Linked DNA regions of Mus musculus: regions 1, 2 and 3 are each linked to region 4. Evidence: chromatin contacts called from public Hi-C data. All regions are on one chromosome and are shown on one strand. Each heading gives the region's core, a stretch centred on a gene start, on an enhancer-like site or on the middle of the called end of the contact. The rest is flanking DNA. Distances are from core to core; before and after follow the strand shown.

Region 1 (3,480 bases), core at 420-2,919, 870 kb before region 4:
AGCAATAATTGGGGTGTGTAATTAGTTTTTTTAAAAGATAAAAAATTTCATACCTGACTAACAAGTACCACCAGAGCTCGTGACTCTAGCTGCATATGTAGCAGAAGATGGCCTAGTCAGCCATCATTGGGAAGAGAGGTCCCTTGTTCTTGCAAACTTTATATGCCCCAGTACAGGGGAACACCAGGGCCAAGAAGTGAGAGTGGGTGGGTAGGGGAGCAGGGAGGGGGAGGGTATAGGGGACTTTCGGGATAGCATTTGAAATGTAAATGAAGAAAATACCTAATAAAAATTGGAAAACATTTTTTCATACCTGATTTCTCAGTTACCAGCTGAGGTTCTGATTAAAATTCATTTTTGGTATATGTAACAGGATCAGATAATGTTACCCTTATCACATTATGTAATAATTACATCTGTGGCTTTTGGTTTTATTTTCAATTAGCTTCCACAGTTCTCTACAAATGACTTGGGGCAACACAACTCATTGTTTTGTGACAGACAAAAGCTTAAAAAACAATGAAAACATCAAGTGGCAGTTAGTAGCCCATGAACAACATCTCAATAGTTTGGGTAAAGTTGGTTTTATTTTATATACTACTTTTTATCTTACCTTAATTTTCTCTCATACTTACCAATTATTATGACAAGGCCATAATTAAAGGGACTTGTGGTCAGTGTTGGGTCCATTTATTGATAAGGTGGTATCATAACATTTTATACAATTTTATTCTGTTTTTGTTAGAACTTGTCAGGCAATAACATTGATGCCCATTTTCAACTTAATCCTTTAGGAAAGAATTTTGTTAGGACAGAGTCTTGAGGAGGGAAGAGGCTTGAGGTATGTATGATGTCTAACCTCACCTGACCCCTTGAGCTGGATTTGTGCAAGCGAAGTATTTAGTCATTCCAGGTTTAATTAAGTAAAGCAATGCTTTTTATTAAAACTCTGGGGGAGACCAGATGACATGTGAGTTTCAGCAATTTTATATTCAAAATAAAATTTCAGCAAGCATATGTTAACTATACCATGTTTTGTGCCAAGGGATTGTTCTTGAGCTGAACACAATAATCTTTGTGGATAATTAGCCTGGTTCTTAATAAACTTGCTAATTCTATTTTACTTCCAATGCTTGAAAGAATGTCACTAACCCATTTTAGAGCCACAGTTTTTTGTCTCATGACACAAGCATGCTAAATTCTAAATGTTTACACACACATCAAAGACTTCTGGTCAAGACTCCAAGACACAGGTTCTACCTCCACATCTAGTCCTTTACTAGAAGACCATACTGTCTTCGTCTTCAGTTCCAGAAAGCATCCTCTTTACAGTTCTAATTCTGTGTGGTCCTCTGTTTCTCGTCACTTCACTCCCTCTACCCTAATCACACAAGCATATGACCTAAGCAGAACCACTCCTATCTCCTCTAATCAGGCTAATGTGTGTCATTTTTCCCTCTTTCAGAGCCATTCACCTTTTTTGTAGAGTATAAAGGGTTTCTGTTGCCTGGTAATAAGATCCTAGGAGCAGTTGAAACTAGCCACGTTTCATGAGCCATGTAACAAATACTCTACAGTTTAGGTCTATAAAAACCTCACTGCCAATTTCCCAAGAAGCACAGGAGGCTGGCACTTTGTCTACCTCTAATTTCTGCAGCCTTTCCTGCAAAGATGGGTGATGCATTCAAGTTTGATAAGAGCTTTCTGCTCTACAGCTATTTTTGAGTACTGACCAAGCCAGATTCCTCAGTTAATATTCTACCTGGACAATCTCACAGTGACTAGAAGGTCCCTCTGTGAAGTTAGTACATCAAGAAGTCAGGGTAATAGACTCTGACATGGTCTGTTCTCAGGCTGTACCTGTACAAATGTTTATCTCATGGAAGCTTTACCTAAAGTATAAAGGTAAATTTGTCTCCTTTGACAAATATAAACATCAATGCTGGTTCACTTTGTGGCCCAACCTTTTTCTATTTGCTGTCATCCTTCTCTTTGATCTCCACATAGCTTTTGGGTAGAGAGGGAGAAAATAAAAAATGGACTCCACCACTCACAATTCCAGGCACTGGTAGTAGATTCTCAGCATCTTACTTCTTTCAGTTCCTCTCAAGCTACCTCCTCACCTGACTATTTACTTGAATTACTCATAAAAGACGATGCAGGTGTCTGAGAGGGGATGGGGACAGATGTTGCCCTAGATGAATGCCAGAAAGATGTACAGACAGATGTAATCTAGGTCTACCTGGATCAGGAGTACACGGGGAACCCTTGGGAGAGATCTGTCATAGCTTGTAGCTTCTCGTTCTAGCACAATAACCCCTCACAGCTGGAACAAAGCTACAGGACACTTGCTCTTCCTGCTCTGTCTTGTTGCATAGCAGCATAGCCAGCTAATTTTTTGTCTAGACAGGAGCTACTCCCTGTAGCTCCTGTGATTTCTCTCAGCCTGCCAAACCCCTGCCTCCTCCTCACTTTCCTCCTTCTTGCTAGCTCTTCTATATTCTCCTCACTCTCCCGATCCTCTGGAAATGAGCATATCAAAGCCATATGGAGTCATTCTTCCTGGGCACCCATGTCCTCTCGCCTCTCTTTTCTCTGAAACATTAATATTAATGGCTTGTTTCTTTGCAGTTGCTTTCTTCCCCAACCTCAAGGGACCAGAGCCTTTCCTTGGTCTTTGTGCCAGACAGAGCACTTGTGAGAAGGCTGCTGAGGCTTGCTGGGCTGGTGATGTCTCTGGCGTAATTCCTGCTGTGCAGTGCAATCTTGGGATGCCGTTCTACTGCCAGCTTAGCTGGACAAGTATTCTTTGTAACATGCACTGTTTTGGAGAAGGAGGGAAAGTGCTGGCCATATAACACAAGAAAAATACAATGAACCAGTCCCATTCATAACCACTGACTTGGGAGCCAGGATGCAAACTTGACTGTGATTGATTGAATAGGTTTGGGCCCCATAGACTCGTGTGTTTGAATGCTAAGGCCACAGGGAGTAACACTATTAGGAGGTGTGTCCTGGTTGGAGTATGTGTGGCCTTGCTGGAGTGGTGCAGGTGGGCTTAGAGATTTCATTTACATGCCCACATCTGGCCAGAATGAGTCTTCTCCTGGCTGCCCCTGGATCCAGATGTAGAATTCTCAGAAACTCCAGCACCCTGTCTGCCTGGCTGGACACTGCCATGCTTCCAGCCAGGATGATAATGAACCAAACCTCTGAAACTGCAAGGCAACCCCAATTAAATATTGTCCTTGGTAAGGATTGCCTTGGTCATGGTGTCTCTTCGCAGCAAAGGAAACCCTAAGACACTGACCCAGCTCCCATTCATAACCACTAGTTTGGGAGCCAGGCTGTGAACTTGACATTCCTTCATTCCTTCTGAGAAGTACAATTCTACAAGACTAACCTGGGCATTCTCATTTCAAAGGGGTAGAAATCTGCCAGATATCACACAGGATAGGGACTCAGATCTCCTTCTATCCA
Region 2 (3,674 bases), core at 415-2,914, 660 kb before region 4:
TTGGATGTTCACACCGTCGTACCATCCTGTACCGCTGTTTCTCAGCCAGATGGGAGATACATATGACCAATAAACTCAGTTTTACTTGGTCAGTGAGAAAAGTGAATTCTGGGGACTATTAGTCACAGAAGGACATGGGGACACATAAAAGAGTGAAAAAACAGGATTCCTGTGTTGACTGTTTTGGTCATATAGGGAAGAGTCTACATTCTAACCAAGAATTTAATGTATCGTGTCTAGTTCCCCTTTACGGAGAGCACATTTCAAAAATTCAAAGTTCCATCTGTTATGTGTCAACATTGTATACCGTACACTGTGTGTTTTATCAAAGGCAGCTTTGCCATGGTGTGGGCAGAGTTATATTTTTGGAATGTGTTTGTAACCCAGAGCAGCAGAAAAAGAACTCAGCCCTCTAGGCCCAATCCCAGTGCTGCCTGTATTTGTGTTCCTCTAGCAACTGATGTTTCTGATTGATTTGTTTGACTAGAGGATGGGGTGAGGGTTGACAGGTAAGGGCAGCTGAATAAACACGGTGAAGGACCTTTTGCACATCAGATCAATTTCCTGAGATGAATGCAAAGTTCTGACGCTCACTGCAGCAGCTGGACTAACCCTGACACCTCCAGAGTTGTTCATTTGAGGGCTGGTGTGCTAGGGCAGCAGCCCAGGCCTGGATCCTCCTGTCTATCCATATTCACCTGTTTCCAGAGTCGCCCTCTGCTGGCCATTTGTCAAGTTCTTGTAGCCTTGTTCCTAATTGTTTGGCTTCCAGACCAGGCTAGAAAACACAAAGGGAGACACAAATTGTCTACCGTGTGCTGTTCTTCTCAGTGTCTTGTCCTAAACAATGTGTCCAAGATCAGTGCCCCAAGGGCTGAGGACCAAACATGTTGCCAGGAGATGACACAAAGGAAAGGATTCTCACCTGATTCCCACCTTTCCTCAATTGCTTTCTGGATTGGGCAGGGCTGGTCCTGAGATTGCTGCTATGAGGATCAAATTGCTGCTTCTAAAGTGCCCCAGACTTTCCTTACACTGGAGACCATGACATGGGTCTTGAAAGAGCTCCTGTCCCAGTGGGTGTGGGGGAGGGAATCACTGAATGACTTCCTTCTGATGAACAGGTTTAGTACAAAAGGAGATCTATTGAGACGGCTATGAGAATAGCCATCACAGACATTTGGCGTACCAAGCTGATTTCTGTGGAGTAGAGAAAGGGTCACTGTGCATTGAGAGTCCAAGATCAAAAGCAGTGCTGATTGACACGAAGCACAGGCGATGGATCAGCATGGATGAGGACAATTCAGCTGAAGCTTAGTTTGGAAAGATCAAAAAGATTCTACAAAGAGGATAGTGGACCAGGCCCATAGAAACACTTTACTTAGAGAGGGCTGGGGAGAAGAGCTGGCTTTGGCTAAATTAAGGCTGAAGCTAGGTCTGGGCATACTGGTTTGGAGCCAAATTGGCTAACCTTCTCTGACTTATTAGTATTCTTATCAGTGAACTGTATCAACCAGTCTGCAGTGGACGTGCACTAATTGACAAGTTATGCAGAACCAGTATGAGAGTGACAGGATGTGGCAGGGAGAAGATTGGGCAGGCCAGACACTAGGTTTCTTTCTCTTGCTCTTTTGAAACAGCTCCCGTTAGAGGAGCTGGATCTGATGACAGGCTTCTACCACAGCTACTGGGGGAGGAATGAGGTCTCTGTCTGTCTTCCTGCTTATAGATGAGGAGGGTATTTTTGTGATTATTCACAAAAAACACAAGCCAGCTATCACCATATTTGGAAGTCACACTGAAGCAGGCCTATTTTGTAGTTTCACCTCATGTACCCTGAGCTTGACAGAGAAATTTAGAGCTGAATTTTAAGAGTTATTTTAGGAATGAGACTCCAGCTTCTGTCTTTTCTGGTTGCAATCTCATCTGCTTTATCCCCCAAATATTTTTATTGGAGAAAGTGCAGTCTGAGAATTTCCTGGCCCCAAAGGGAATAGATATGATAACATGAAACTGTGTTTTATTTTTTAGTTTTTTTTTTTTTTTAAACATTTCTGAGGAGATAGTTCAAAGCCACTAGCTGGTGTCTACAGTGGACTCACAGCATTGCTGCATTCCTGAAATTCTCTAAGAAGCCACCACTTTAAATCCTCCACCAGCAACCACCATGTTCCTATTGGAGCCGACTCTAGGCCCAAACAAGAGAATCACTTCTAGGGATTAAAAGAACCCCAATTAAGTTTGCATTAGTGAAAGCAATTTAACTTGAGGTCATGTTAAATCAGGCCACTACTGCTAAATGAGCGCAATGGAATTTGCTTTGGTGGCTCCTCAGAGCAGAGCTTGGAGTGGGAGCTGAGGGAGTGGGGGATGGGTAGAGCAGGGAGAGCTGAGAAGTCTTTCCCGTGCTTCAGAACACTGGAGGGTTTTTAACAATTTATTTATTTGTTCACTTTCCATTCCTATCAAGGCCTCCCTGTTGTTTCTTTCCTCCCAATCCCACCCTTACAAGCCCCTCCACCATTACCCTCTCCCCTTTTCCTCAGAGAAGGGGAAGCCCCCTTGGGTACCACCCAACTCTGGCACATCCAGTCATAGTAGGACTAAGCACATCCTCTCCCACTAGGGCCCAACCAGACAGTCCAGTTAGGGGAAAGGGATCCAATGGCAGGCAACAGAGTCAGAGACAGCCTCCACTCCAATTATTAGGTGACCCACATGAAGACCAAGCTGAATATCTGCTACAAACGTGTGTGTTGGGGTGGGGGGAGGGTAGGTACAACCCCTGTATGCTCTTTGATTGTTAGATTAGTCTCTGTGAGCCCACGTGAGCCCAGGTTAGTTGACTTTGTAGGTCTTCTTGCGGTGTCCTTCACTCCTCTGTTTCACTCAAGTCTATTCCCCACTCTTCCACAAGACTCACCGAGCTCTGCCTCATGTTTGGGTATAAGTCTCCTCTTCTGTTTGAATCCCTTGCTGGATGATACCTCTCAGGAGACCATTATGCTAGGTTCCTGTCTGTAAGCATAGTAGAGTATCATTAATAGTATCAGGGATTAGTTCTTTTACATGGGGTATGACTCAAGTTGGGCCAGTTATCACTTGACCATTCCCTCAATCTCTGCTCCATTTTTATCCACAGAGGGTGGTAACTTTAGTTCCCAAGTGCCGCACTAGTAGAAATCTCAGCTAGGGTTACATCCATAGACTTGCCAGAGCCTCCCCTGTCCCAGGTCTTCAGCTACTCCTAGAGATAGATGCCCCTCATCTCTTGTTGTTCTCACTCCCAGCCCTCTCCCATATCACCTCTCCCCACACCTGATCCCCATTCCACCGCTTCTCCCACTCAGTTCGCTCCCTCTATCCTCCTCCCATGACTGTTTTGCTTCTCCTTCTGTATTCAGTTTTATAGTAAGGTCTTTGATACACTTGGACTTGAGCTTTGTACAGGATGATAAATATGAGTCTATTTTAATTCTTCTATATGCAGACATCCATTTAGGTCAGCACCATTTGTTGAAAGTGTTTTCTTTTGTCTACTGGTTTTGATATTTTTGTCAAAATTCAAGCGTTTATAGGTATATAGGTTTATTTATGGTCTTTGATCTTATTGCATTAATTATCTTGTCTGGTTTTATGTCAATACCATGTGGTCTTTATTACTATTGTACTAT
Region 3 (3,162 bases), core at 357-2,856, 630 kb after region 4:
ATCTGTTATTTAGTGTAATTTTGTTTGCATGTAAATAAGACACTGGTTAGAGAGCACCCAGTGACTTAAAACTAAGTACTCAGCAGAATACCAATGAAACACACACACATGTAGCCAGTCTCTGCCCAGGGCCGCCTTTAAAGTGAGGAGCTTAATACAGCAGAGTAGCATGTGTCTGTACTCCAGCCAGGTAGCTGAGAAAGAAGATCACTTGAGCCTACGTAGCTTTGGAGGCTAACCTGGGCAACACAGCAAGACCATAGTTCAAAGTAAACCCTAAACAACAAAGGAAATAACTGTCTCAAACCCAGAATAACCACAAAAAGGCAGTCACTTCAAGTCTTCACATGCAGGAAAAAGCAAGCTCTAAGAGATGAAGCAATCATCTAGGCTAATAGAGAATTTGCATTTTAATTCACGGATGTATTTTTGTACAAAGTCAATTCTGACCCTAAGGCTCTACAGGATCCATCTTTTCAAATGCTCAAATAATTACAGCAAAAACAAAGCAACTGACCAATATGAATATTATGTACCAGCTCTGTAAAGAGCATTTTAGATACATTCCTTAATACTTTACAGCAACTCCAAATACGGCAGGTGTTAGGGAGATGTGGATGGGTGGATGGTTAAGGACCCTACAAGACATTCACTGCTATTTTACATCATCACTACTTATAAAGGAAAATAACCTGAAAGTTAAAGTCACAATGATACTAAAGTGGGCAGCCAGTGCATGATTCTGTAGTTCTGAAAGCCCAACATTACCCCATCCAGACAACCAAAGGATTATGTTCCCTCTGGGGACAGAGGAGGACCCCTCTCTTCATCTCACCTGGCCTCTCCTGCATCTTGGACAAAGTTCATCTCCAAAGAAAAGTGCTGAAGCTTTCACCACTGGTGGTGGCAACAGCCTGGAAAGGCCTCAGCTGAAGTTAATCTTCACCCTGAAGCACTTGCAGCTCCCTGAATGTGTCAGGTTCTAGGGAGCAAGTCATTTCTCACTCATTCTGAACATCTTGGGAGCAAAGGTGCCATGTGCCCTTCTGTCCCAGTCCATCTTTACAAGGATGCTTATGTAAGAGCAAGATCTCACAAGACTAAGATGGCGTCTACTTCCAAAAACTGGACCCCTGAGCCTGAGGTTCCTTAGTTGTGACCTCAACCCTCCTGGGCTCTCCCATATCAGCTCCAGAAACCATGAGGCATGGAGACAGGAAGGTAAACCAGAACAGGCATACTATCTGAGGTATAACAACAAAAGCTGCTGTCTTTGACTTAGGGGTTTCCTACCTCTCAAGCAGCCATGAAGCTTACAGGCAGGTTTGTCAGCTTTCATATCAGGACAAATACTCATCAATCTTTTCCAGTCTGTTTCTAGTACATGAAACAGCTACTCACCTTTAACCTGCAACAGCCCATGTGAAGCCTGTCCTGAAGGCTCTCTCATCTACAATTCCCACCAACTCCAGGGTTCCACATGGTTGCTGGGAAAAGGTTTTCATCACAGCACCTTTAGAGAACTAGTCATCAAATGAGTCCCAGCTCAAAACTCATACTCAGCACACATGAATAGGACTGCTTCAAGCTTGATGCTAAGCTCTATCAGGGGAAGGCATACCACGAAAACAGCAAATCCACACAGCTGGACTCCCGCAAGATCACAACCTTGCATACTTCAATGAACACTATCAAGAAAGTAAAATGCAGCACACAATAGGAAAAATACCAGCAGATCATGTCTTATATCAGACTTTTCTCTAGAATATATAAAGAACTTAGACACTGGATTTAAAAGTGCACAGGATATGAATAGGCACTTCTCCAGAGATTTCTCTAAGAGCCCAAAAGCATATGACATCATTACATAAATGCCAACTGAAACCATGCTGAGATACTAACGTGAGAATGGATGCTGAGCAGCACAATTAATAGTTACATTTGCTGCTGTGCTACACACAGCACCATGTGACCAAAAGCTTATCTGGGCTCTGGTCCCAGAGGATTTGAATCCATCTCGGCTGGGAGGCATGACATCAGGGAGCCACCTGCAAGCATGGTGCCAAGAAGGTGAGAGCTCACATTGCAAGAGAGAAGTAGAGAAAGCAAACTGGAAGCAGGGATAGGCTATAAAATCTGGAAGCCCTGAGACATCCATCCTCCAGCAAGACTGCACCTCCTAAACCTCTCCAAACAGCACCACCTACTGGGGACCAAGTAATGCAAATACCTGAGCCTAGTGAGGGCATTCCTCGTTCAAAGCACAAGCATCCAAGAATAATTTAGTAATATTAACAACCCAGGGTCCACCAACTGGTAGATCTACAAAATGTGGTATAGCTACATACTACATAATGGAGTATTATTAAACTATAAAAATAAATGAAGTGCTAACTGATTAAATGCTGATGGATCTAACAACACAGATGAACCTTGCTTGAAAACAAGAACACTCCAACCACAAAAAACCACATTTTATATAAAATTCACTTCTATATGAAATGTCTGAAACAGGTAACTCCACAGCTATAGAGCCATAGTAGATCAGTGGCTCCTGGAGAGACTGGCGTGCAATGCTAAAGGACGCAGGGTCTGCTTCCTTTCTTTTCCCTTCCTCACTTCCTTTCTTGTTGGTCTCCTCTCCTCTCATCACTATACAGCCCAGGCTGTCCTTGAACTCACAATACTCCTGCCTCAGTCTCTTGAGTAATGAAATTATAAGTATATAATATCACACCTTGCCAGGGGTTGTGGTTTTGAAATGATTGTGGTAACGGTTATGTGTATCCATGAATATAATTTTAAAAACCCCACTACATTATACATTTTACATGGGTAGATAATAAAATGGACAAATTACAAAAACGAAAAGGCTAATGGACTGTTAGATGGCTGGAGGAAAGACTAAAGGAAAAATAGACTGATATGGTGGTTTGAGTAGGAATGGCCCCATACGAAAAGATCTTTACCAGTCCTAATTCACATAGGGGGCTAATATCCAATATATATAAAGAACCCAAGAAGTTGGACTCCAGAAAACCAAATAACCCTTATTAAAAATGGGGTACAGAGCTAAACAAAGAATTCTCAACTGAGGAATACTGAATGGCTAGGAAGCACCTAAAAAAATGTTCAACATCCTTAATCATCAGGGAAATGCAA
Region 4 (3,684 bases), core at 370-2,869:
GCTTTAATACCCTTGTCCTAGCTGCCTGGGAGTCAGTATTCTGCTAGCAGCCTTCAGATGAAGATGGAGAACTCTCAGCTACTCCTGCACCATGCCTGCCTGGATGCTGCCATGTTCCTGCCTTGATGATAACAGGCTGAACCTCTGACTATAAGCCAGCCCCAATAAATGTTGTCCTTATAAGAGTTGCCTTGGTCATGGTGTCTGTTTACAGCAGTAAAACCCTAATAAAGACAGTACTACCATTTTCCCTCAGAACTCCAAAAGTTCTCTGTTCTGTCTTCAAGCACCTAGATATCCCTGTGGGGTTTGATCCTTTGTAGAAAGAATTTTTATTTTACCCCTGAAAGCTCTAGGGCTATCTTTATCCTTGTGTCAATGAAAGTTTGCAAGGACTTAACTAGGTACAGATTTCTTTGTATTCTTCAAATATGGCATTTGTGTATTTCTTTAGTTTGAGGATTCATTAAAATACTTTTCAAATAATTTCCCTTCTCTCCATTTTTCTTCATTTATTTTGAAACCCTGATAATTGGGTATCAGGTATCTGCTAGTTCCTGTGCATCTCTAGCGATTCTCTTAAATAGTTTCCCTCACGCTTTTATTTTACTCTTGGCCCTGGGAGATTTTCTCAATATTCCTGCCCTCCTATTGAATATTTTAGTTTGGAAATTAGATTTTAACTTTCTAAGAATTTTTTTTCTTTTGGTCTCAGATGTTCCGATTTCCCAGAAGCACAGTCTTATTTTATGAAAGCAATATCTTCTAGACCCTCTCTACAAATCGCATTTGGAATCTTTTCAGTTGTAATTGCTCCCTCCTGTATGTGTCAAGCAGGGCTTCCATAAAAGCACAGCATAGACCAGGTAGCTTAAACAGCAGCAATCTATTTTCTCTCACTTCTTCCTTATAAATATTTTGATTCCCCTCTCTTTCCATTCTGGTTCTCCATTACTGCCTGTATATTTTATATTTTCTTATCCTTTTAAACCCCTCTAATGAAATGGGGGATGAGTTACACATGGGTGTCTACACACCATTCTGACCAGGCAGCCTGGCCTTCTAATCAGTTGTCCACATAATGTGTTATTTCTACAATTTGAAATTTTTCAGTTCCAGTGTTTCCAACAAAAGTGCACAGCTGTTTCTTTGCTCAAAACTTGAAGTAAGTTTCACAGCCCATTGGCACATCTGGCAGCCCTGTCATCGTGAGCAATAGAGACTAACTCACAGACGTGAAGTCAGGGTTACACAGCTACTCAACAGATCCCAATTCTTCTAAAAGCCAATTATCAAGATAAAGGAATTTCTCTGCATTGGTTTGAAGTTAATTTAAATAAGGTGTGTGTTTTCTTTAGCTTTGTTTTATATCTGTCTAAAATTTCCACATAATTACTTCGAACCCATCATTTCACTTCAATTGCATCAGACTGGCCAGAAAACAGGAATCAAAAACATGTGGAGGAGATGGGATTCAACACATAATTAATTGTTTATTGGCAGCTGAAACAATATAGTTCTTGTTTTCAAATAGTCTGCCAGGGAGATACGATCTGAATCCATAATTCTTCCTGACAATCATACTCTGTGGACTAATTCATTTTTCCTGGATGTTTTCAACCTGGGCAGCTCTTCATTTCCCTGTGATCTTTATTCCATTATTGATAATCTAATTAACACCGCTTCTGTGTTATCTCATAAAGTATATTTTTTCTCTCTTAGTACTTTCCTTTTAAGTCCTTTTATGTACTGATTTGTATTTTATTTTTGTAATAGATCTTTTTAAAGGATATAATTTTTCTCTGCAGTAAAATGGTAGGACGTGAGACTCAGAATTTAATAACGAAGAGACTTACATAGTTGAGAATGTACTGTTCTTTGCCTTAAGATTTTGGCTTGCTTTGTTTCATTCCTGTCTCTATTGTGGATCTTTAAAAAGAACTTACTACTAACACCTTACTACACTAACATGATTCCTGTATTATAAAACCTATCCTTACACCCATAGAAAAATACTGCTTTCACCTCCTTATTAAAAAGTTAATAAATAAAAGTATTTTCTTTACAGCAAACAGAGACCATCACAGAAAACCACAACTGATCGTGGTGTTAAAACCAATGGATTATGGTGAACCCTACCCTAATAGATATACCCACAATACAATTCTTACACACAAGGCTCAGGGACCATCTCTGAAGAAGAATGAAAAGGCTGTAAGAGCCAGAAGATGAGGAAGTCTGCTGTGCAACTGTGTAAAAGAGAAGTTGCAGAGAAGTTTCATGCAGTATGTTCAATGATCCAACTACCTAAATGAGAACTAAACAATGGCAATAGCAACAAGCATGATAACATGAAAGGGGCAAACTTCTCTGAGAAGCCACTTCTAAACCAAGGGATACAGGCAACTAGCATCTACTGAGTGAGGGAAAATTTACCTCTCACAGGGATGAGTCTTCTAACTCATTATCCAAAACAATGTGGTCAGTCCTAAGATCATGTGCACACAAGCAACAACCAATGGATTCAGCAGGCTATATGTATATGTTTATGCATGTAGATATGTGTGTGTGTGTGTGTGTGTGTGTGTGTGTGTGTGTGTGTAATGTAACAATAATAATCAAAGTAAAGGAGGCCGTTAATTTGAGAGGGAGGGAGAGGGAGCACACGGGAGAATTTGGAAGTAAAATACATGAGGATTACAAGGAGGGAAGGGAGAAGTAATACGGTTTTATTTTAACGTTTAAAGTTTTAAATAAAATTTAATAAACAACCAAAAGCAATGCTTCGTTAATGAGTATGATTAGTAATTGAAATGGATAGTAGCACTTTGGTTTAGAAATACCCAACTGTAATATAAAGTTGCCATGTTTGTTTGTATTAGAAATAACTCAAAAGTCAATTTCAAGTGAAGTGCCTCAAAAATGTCTGAGTTTTTGTGTGATGTATGTCCAGTGATTCTGACTGAACATGATAGATCAAACCAACTAGCTTGACAGCCAACAATAACATGGTGATAAATAAATCAAACAAAATAATGACTGAGAGAATAAGGAACTGCCTTATCAAAGAACAAGGAAAGGGAAGCTTCATTACAGGGTGAGAAGAATTCTGGCACTGAAAGGAAGATGTGAGCATGCCAAAGGCACAGAGAGCTGTAGCCTGGGAGTGCCTGGAGAGGCCTGTCCCAAACCCTAGGAGTAGTGTCTTACTACTATGGAAGATCTAGACAGGACAGCTATCAATGGTACAATCCGCAGAGCTATGACTTTGGCTTCATAGGAGTGCATCTCCATAGATATCCATTTGTGGAACAATCAACCACGTGGTTATCCCTCTATAGAAGTCCTATGGTTCATGGGGGCACAAGGCAAGGAAGAACAGGCAGAAGACTGAGACTAACACAAACTTCAGGAGTTTTTTCGATGAGACCCTTCTACCAATGTGCTTACACACAGAAGACTTGAATAAGATCAGGCTAGTCAAAATTGCAGTGTGGATGGAGCAAGGCTCACAAAGTCTCACCCAAAAATGAAGCAATATTAGCAGGTGATGGATTTTAGAGGAAGAACAGTACATTTTTTTCCAGGTATGTGGCCCCTGGTAGGTTGTACCTGCTCCAGTAGATAGTACTGCACATGTGGGCATATGGACACCATTACTAGGACTTAATGGGTTTGAAATTG

The links. A called contact is a pair of places that touch in the nucleus more often than the background predicts.
Region 1: a contact with region 4 is called in a Hi-C map of the N1E-115 cell line, with 5 times the contacts expected there. The contact joins two enhancer-like sites.
Region 2: a Hi-C map of the N1E-115 cell line shows a contact between it and region 4, with 6 times the contacts expected there. The contact joins two enhancer-like sites. A contact is called at or near these places in 1 of 39 promoter capture datasets (cranial neural crest) and 1 of 484 Hi-C or Micro-C datasets (the N1E-115 cell line).
Region 3: a Hi-C map of the N1E-115 cell line shows a contact between it and region 4, with 10 times the contacts expected there. The contact joins two enhancer-like sites. A contact is called at or near these places in 1 of 15 datasets of contacts at CTCF or cohesin (pro-B cells) and 1 of 484 Hi-C or Micro-C datasets (the N1E-115 cell line).

Annotation. Positions count from the first base shown.
Region 1 is chr15:60,903,495-60,906,974 of GRCm38.p6, reverse strand. No RefSeq gene overlaps it. Among named protein-coding and RNA genes, the nearest start is that of A1bg, 16 kb to the left of the region's middle. Within about 2 kb of position 1,669, at least 7 of the 459 cell types and tissues checked have an H3K27ac peak or open chromatin away from gene starts, as enhancers often do. A contact at or near this core is called in the N1E-115 cell line, where this site is marked.
Region 2 is chr15:60,690,966-60,694,639 of GRCm38.p6, reverse strand. No RefSeq gene overlaps it. Among named protein-coding and RNA genes, the nearest start is that of Gm23835, 11 kb to the left of the region's middle. Within about 2 kb of position 1,664, at least 42 of the 459 cell types and tissues checked have an H3K27ac peak or open chromatin away from gene starts, as enhancers often do. A contact at or near this core is called in the N1E-115 cell line, where this site is marked.
Region 3 is chr15:59,396,430-59,399,591 of GRCm38.p6, reverse strand. All of the region lies in intron 2 of Nsmce2 (NSE2/MMS21 homolog, SMC5-SMC6 complex SUMO ligase), which reads right to left. Among named protein-coding and RNA genes, the nearest start is that of Nsmce2, 24 kb to the right of the region's middle. Within about 2 kb of position 1,606, at least 47 of the 459 cell types and tissues checked have an H3K27ac peak or open chromatin away from gene starts, as enhancers often do. A contact at or near this core is called in the N1E-115 cell line, where this site is marked.
Region 4 is chr15:60,028,661-60,032,344 of GRCm38.p6, reverse strand. No RefSeq gene overlaps it. Among named protein-coding and RNA genes, the nearest start is that of 4933412E24Rik, 14 kb to the right of the region's middle. Within about 2 kb of position 1,619, at least 3 of the 459 cell types and tissues checked have an H3K27ac peak or open chromatin away from gene starts, as enhancers often do. A contact at or near this core is called in the N1E-115 cell line, where this site is marked.